Linked DNA regions of Ovis aries: region 2 is linked to region 1. Evidence: chromatin contacts called from public Hi-C data. All regions are on one chromosome and are shown on one strand. The core of a region is the stretch at or near the end of the contact, and the rest is flanking DNA. Distances in the headings are between cores, read along the strand shown. Region 1 has its middle 47 kb from the start of TRPV4. Region 2 has its middle 22 kb from the start of MVK.

The links. A called contact is a pair of places that touch in the nucleus more often than the background predicts.
Region 2: a Hi-C map of liver shows a contact between it and region 1, with 8 times the contacts expected there. The contact joins two enhancer-like sites. A contact is called at or near these places in 4 of 16 Hi-C or Micro-C datasets (liver, mixed tissues, muscle and 1 more).

Annotation. Positions count from the first base shown.
Region 1 is chr17:63,597,082-63,600,306 of ARS-UI_Ramb_v3.0, reverse strand. No RefSeq gene overlaps it. Among named protein-coding and RNA genes, the nearest start is that of TRPV4, 47 kb to the right of the region's middle. Within about 2 kb of position 1,761, at least 5 of the 54 cell types and tissues checked have an H3K27ac peak or open chromatin away from gene starts, as enhancers often do.
Region 2 is chr17:63,747,811-63,751,035 of ARS-UI_Ramb_v3.0, reverse strand. No RefSeq gene overlaps it. Among named protein-coding and RNA genes, the nearest start is that of MVK, 22 kb to the left of the region's middle. Within about 2 kb of position 1,450, at least 6 of the 54 cell types and tissues checked have an H3K27ac peak or open chromatin away from gene starts, as enhancers often do.

The DNA of each region.
Region 1 (3,225 bases), core at 512-3,011:
GTAACTGAGTCTCACAACGGCCCTTTTAGCTCATAATAAGATCATCCCCATTTTACAGATGAGGACACAGAGGATCTGAAAAACAGCCACAAGGAGAGGAAGAGGGAGGCGGGTTCTGGCATCCAGCCCCACACTTGAGGCCAGGCTGCCCCCAGACATTCTAGTTCACACATCTCTGAAGCTCACCAGGGGCATTGCAGCACCCAGGGCTATCCAGCCTCTGGAGGGAGCAGGCCCTGGGTACAAATCCTACCATAGGTACTTTAAGTGACCCAGAACCAGTCCATCCCCAAAGAGGGCAACGCCAGAACCAGGGATGGGATTCAAGGAGACCACAGTGTGGGCACTTGGGAGAGGGGCGGGGCAGAGCAGGCTCAGCGCTGAGGGCGGCAACCCATGGTCTGGCTGTCCCCAGAGCTACCGCTGCGGCCACCTCCACACCAATGCTAGGTAGCCCGGGTCCCCAGGTCCTGGGCCCACCAGCAGGTCCGCCAGGCAAGGGGACAGAGACTGCAGCCACCCTCCAGGCCAGGTCCCTCACATGCAGGGTGAGGACCTGTCCCCTATCAGTGGAAAACCTCCTGACCCCTCTGCAGGGCAAGTGAAGAGGCAAGCAGGTGGGGCCACGGAGCACAGCCAGTCGGGGCCTGACCTCAGGACCCAGCTCCATCCTAGCACCAGCTCCCTGGGTACCTTGTCCGGGTTTCTTCTCCCTGGGAGCTGAGGGAGCTGAGCTCAAAGGGCTCTCCAGCCTCTTTAAAACCAGATAGAGGAGCAGTGCAGGTGTTTACGATATTATCATCACTACAATTGCAGCCCGGTTAGTGCAGGCACACAGGCCCCAAGGCTCAGTGCTAAGTAGTAGGTAGGTCTCGCCACAGTTCAGGTGTACGTGGTATACCTGAGGCCAGCAAGACCAGAGAAGGGCGATCACTTTGCCTAAGTTCACACAGTTCAGGATGGGGCTCAGAGAAGGGGTGGGCGGGGGCAGAACACCGGCTTTCTGATTCAGAATCGAAGCTCTTAACTGCTATGCAGAGACTAAAACCACCACCGATCCCTGCACACGGCCTGTCTGGCTCCAGAACGCAGATTCAGCATTGGTTCCCACACCCTGCGCTGCTGGGACCTCCTGTGGTGATGGAGGCAGAGAGGAGCCGCCTGCTCCCCCTCCAGAGCTGCCTGCCTTCCCTTTATAAAGACATTAGAAGCTTCTCCCTCTCTGAGTATCTGGGGTTCATCCCTAGTTAGAGCTGAGCTGTCTAGTCTGGTAGCCATGCGCTGGAACCACGTATATTACTACCACTTCCCATCATAACAACAGTTAGATTACTCCATGTTCCAGAGGCCTCAGATGCGCGGGAGGACTTCGGCAAACCTTTAAGTGCGGGGGCGTCCATGGCAGGGACACTCACCTTCGTGGGGTGGCTCTATGTCTTCTTGTCTCATCCCAGCCTTTAGATCCCGCTCCCATTTCCATCCCCGCCTGGCCTCAGAGCAGCGACTTCGACCTCGCTCCGCAGCGCTGAGCTACACCTGGGACTCCGCGTGCCCTGCCTGCCCTGCGCCTGGGTTTCCCCTGCCTGGGTTTCCCTTACCTGCGCTGTAGCGCACATGCGCATCCCGGGAGTCTTTAAAGGGCCCACGCAGTCACTACGGGGGCCCCCCTTCGCTGGCCGTTGGAAGGTGGGGCCCAGCCACAGTGGCTGGGCAAGCCAGGGGGAACAAAAGGCTTTTTTGTTTAAATCACCACTTGCTCACCAGAGAGTGACAAGGGGAGAGGAGGAGGCAGGAGGCAGGAAAACTGGCCCGCTCCCATAGACTCCATGTGTGGCCCTGGGCCTCGGTCAGGAGTGGTGGTGGCATTTGTAGGGCTGGGACAGCATTACGTGATGTGTGACCAGGATGACGGCAAATTAGTGCTGGAAGTGGGACCTGCCACCCCCCTCCCCCCCGCCCCAGAGCAGTGGGGCCCAGGGGTTCCAGTCCTGAGGCTGCCTCCCACTGGCATGTGGCCTTTGGCAAGTGACTACCTCTCTTTGAGCCACCTGTTCTCACGTGTAAAGTGAGTCTGCTATTACAAAGCACGTACCACATGTGGCTGAACATAGGAAAAGGGTAGTCAAGTCCGAGGGGCTTCCCTGGTGGCTCAGTGGTAAAGAATCTGCTTGCAATGCAGGAGACCTGGGTTTGATCTCTGGGTTGGGAAGATCCCCTGGAAGAGGGCATGGCAACCCACTCCAGTATTCTTGCCTGGAGAATCCCATGGACAGAGGAGCCTGGCGGGCTGAAGTCCATGGGGTGGCAGAGACTCGGACACGACTGAGCAACTCAGCAGCAGCAGTCAAGTCTTCTAGGCGGCATGGAGCCTCTTCTGAAGGTGCATTATTCCTGTCATCACCAGAGGCTGATTTTCACATTGCAAAGTGGGTTTCTAGGTTAAAAGAGTTTGAGAAACCAAGGCCTGGTTCACCCTCCCTCCAGCACCTTGGAGATGTATATTAGCATATTATTTGCACATGGATTTAATATGCTAAATCACATTAGATATTAAAGGTTCTGAAAAGTCCTGCAGGGGAGATGTGCATGCGTGCGTGCTCAGTGACTTCAGTCGTGTCCGACTCTTTGCGACCCCATGGACTGTAGCCTGCCAGGCTCCTCTGACCATGGGGATTCTCCAGACAAGAATACTGGAGTGGGTCGCCATGCCCTCCTCCAGGGGATCTTCCCAAGCCAGGGATCAAACGCAGGTCTCCTCCACTGCAGGCAGATTCTTTACCATCTGAGCCACCAGAGAAGCCCAAGAATATTGGAATGGGTAGCCTATCCCTCCTCCAGAACTTTCCAACCCAAGGATCAAGCCCACATCTCTTCGGTCTCCTGCATTAGCAGGCAGGCTCTTTACAACTAGCGCCACATGGGAAGCCCGCAGGGAAGATAGCCTTCCAGATTTAGCCCAGCATTTCCCTAACTTTTTCTATCAGCCAAGTTTTTATTTGTTTCTATTAGCATCCCAAGGAACAAAAGGGACTTCAGGAAATATTGAGTCTTAATTTGTGTTACAAGTGGGAGAACTAAGTCTCCTCTCCCCACTGGGCCTGTTTCCCCATCTGCAACACAAAGACTCCTCATGGGTTTGCGGCAGAATCAGAACTGGGATCCAGACCTGCCCTGGAGTCGTTGGGCCTCACGTCCTAATTGGTCTTTGTCCACAGAGTTGAGCTG
Region 2 (3,225 bases), core at 201-2,700, 150 kb before region 1:
CTGTCCTAAGTACTGTTCCTCAGTCATCTCTTTTTACCTACCCCCAATCTTGGAGAATAATTGCTAGTCCCATTTTACAGATCGGGAAACTGAAGCTCAGGTCGAGTAACTCGTCCAAGGCCACACAGCTAAGCAGCATCCGAAGCAGGATTCCACGCCAGACGGTCTGACTCCAACACCAACCCCCTGCCCCTCTGTGCTTCTGCCTAAACACAGGTTTGTTGTGATTCTTGCTGTTTTCCACGCTCGGGCTCCTGATTTCCTGTGGACGCTGATGTACTTAGTCAGAGTGGACCTGGGCCTGGGTGTTTTTTGCAAGCTCCCCACACGGTTTGAATGAGCAGTCAGGGCTACATGATGCCTTCTCAGGGCTGATGCTGGTTGACAACATTCCCGCACTGCGCGAGGTGGGCCTGCGAGGAGAGTGTCCAGAGGCCGAGGCCTCAGAACCTATCTGCTCCTTGAGACCCTCCCTCTTCCTCCCTGGGGACCGGGTGTCTCTCCTGGAGCATGAGCCAACCCGTTACCCTTGCCCCACCAAAGCCTCCACCTGGCACGCCTTGGCCTGCAGCCTCGCCCGAGCCACCACCATCACTGGCCACCATATGGGCCTGGGGGCTCCCACTCCTGGCCACCTGTCTTTGATGTCACATTTGCAGGTGATTTGCATTTGTAGCCTTGCCCTTCTCGTTTTGCCTGGTGTGGCATTCTCACTCCGAGCCGCGCCTAGAAACCACCCCCAAATGCCTCCCCCGACCCCCAGCTCTTCTGATTTAACACATCTCGAAGGGCTCAATCCTGAGTGGTCTTCACAAGTTCCCAGGTGATTTTAATGTGCAGCCAGGGCTGACGTCACTGAACTAGATGTTGCTTAAAGTCATCCCTGCTAAGAGCTCACCTCTACCTGGGCCCCCATTTCGCTCTGCCAGCCACTTGCCCCTTGACCTCTACTCTCAAGGCTGCGGGCTCCCCATCGGGAAGATGGAAATAATAGTAACGCCCACCTTATAGAGTTCCATGAAGATTGAATGAGAAAACGCACGTACACCCTTGGCACAGTGCCTAGCACATTGTAAGCACTCAGAAAACACTCACTATTATGATTAGTATAATTGCTGGCTGCAGCACGTGGCACACAGAACTTCTCCAACCAGGGATCAAACCTGCACCTTCCACAGTAGAAGCTAGGAGTCTTAACCACTGGACTGCCAATGCACCTTATTATAACTGTCCTGAACTGAGAAACAAGGGTGTCTCTCAGGGTCCAGAATTTCTGAATGGTGCACAGAGCTAATTAGAAGCGCCCAGTCCTGTTGATTCAAACCCCCTAGGTGGATACCGCCAGGATTGCTGTTTGGGAAACACAAGAGAATGACAACTGGCTTTCCAGCCTCCTGGCTTCCTCCTCAAAGACGCGGTGGCACAGCCCCGCACCCTGTCCGCCAGCCCGAGGACAGCAGTTTCTCAAGTCAGCATCTGGAGCAGCTCCCAGCCTCTGCAGCCGGTTTAACACCCACCCTCACAGCCTGAAGTTCTCAGGAAATTTCCCCACTCTGGCAGAGGTCTCGCCTTGGGAGACGGGCAGCAGACACTGTGATCCCTGCTGACAGAGGAGCTGCTGCCATCGCCCTCTGTTCTTCCTGTCAGTGAGGATCATCTTCTCTCCGAGACGGGCTCCTGCGGACCACTGCCAGCCCGGCGAGTTAGGCGGCGCTGGCCGCCGCCCTGCCCGGCTGAGTGGCCTTGGCCCCGCCCCTTTCCCTCTCAAGGTCCCTCTTTTCATCCTTGTTCTCTGGCCAAAGCTTTTTCTTTTTTAAAAAAAAGAAAGCTAGCACACACCCCCTTCTGCAGCGCTGCCTGCCTTTCCAGCTCATTTTGGACAACTCCTGGGCTGTCTCTTAGCACCTACTTTGTGCCAGGCTCAATCATCAGCTTAGGTGAGGAAGGTGAGCCCCAGAGGGGCACAGCAACATGCTTATGATACGCTTTCATCGCCAATGCCCAGAGCATAGGCACATTTCCTCCTAATTGTCTCCCAAATGTCCAGAATCCTGTCCAGGACCATGCATCTGACTGTTACAGCCCTGAATTCTCTCTTAAGCTAGCACCGCTGTCCTGCACACACACAGACACACAGACACACACACAGACACACACAGACACAGACACACAGACACACACACCCCTTTTCTCTTCATTATGTGCCTTACATGGCTGGCCATCCTGCAGAATGTCCCATCTTCTGCACTGGTCATTGCGAGTTACACCCCTCCCTGTGGCTCTGTCAGCTCCCAAGTGGCCAGAAGCAGCCATCCCTAGCATCTGCTCCGTGCCTACCACTTGAGGTGACTTCTCCCTGTGAATCCCCTCAGGGAGAGGAGACAGGGAGGTTCTCATCCATTGATGAGTAAACTGAGGCCCAGGAGAGGGAAATGAGTTGCCTGAGGTCCCGAGGCAAGCAAGTGGCAGAGTGGAAGTTGAACCCAGGTCTGCGTGAGCCCCGAGCCCTGCTCTTAGCTGCTGTGGTGGACTGTTTCTCGGGAGGTGACCCTCCCCAAGTCCCCCTCCAGTCCCTGCTCCGCTGTCATGAGTTGTCACACCTGCCCCAGAAACGCCGGTTCAGCCCACCCCGCCAGCCCCCTTGGCCCTCCGTGCTGCACACACACCTTGGACCCCACCCCACCCCCACCCGTGGTCCTGCCAACACTGCCTCCTGGGCCACCCCCACCTCCCTCCAAGCAGCGGGAAGGGATGGGGAGGCCCAAACGCATGCATTCGCCCACCCTCGTGGGCTCACCGAGGGGGCAGCTGCCTAATCACATACACAGGGGAAGAGACGGGAACTGGGCCTCTTTGGCAGGCTGCTCTGCCAAACCCCCCTGGCACGGGAGATTAACTGGGTCTGTTCTCGCCCAATGTTTTAAATCTGATAGGGAAAACATCCATTTCAACGCATTTGCATCGTGCATTGGCTGAGGAGGTGTCCCCCCGCGGATGCTTTCCTGGGATGAGGGCATCCTCCCTGCCCAGAGAGAATGGGGCTGCCCTCCTCCCCATGGCTGCCCAGGGCTGTCGGCGGATTCTGGCCCCTGAGCTTCTGGACACTATTCATCCAGCAGATATCAAATGTGCACCTACACGTGCCAAGGGGGCTTCCCAGGTGGCTCAGTGGAAAGAACCCACCTGCCAGACGCAGGATTGATCCCTGGGTCGGGAAGATCCCCT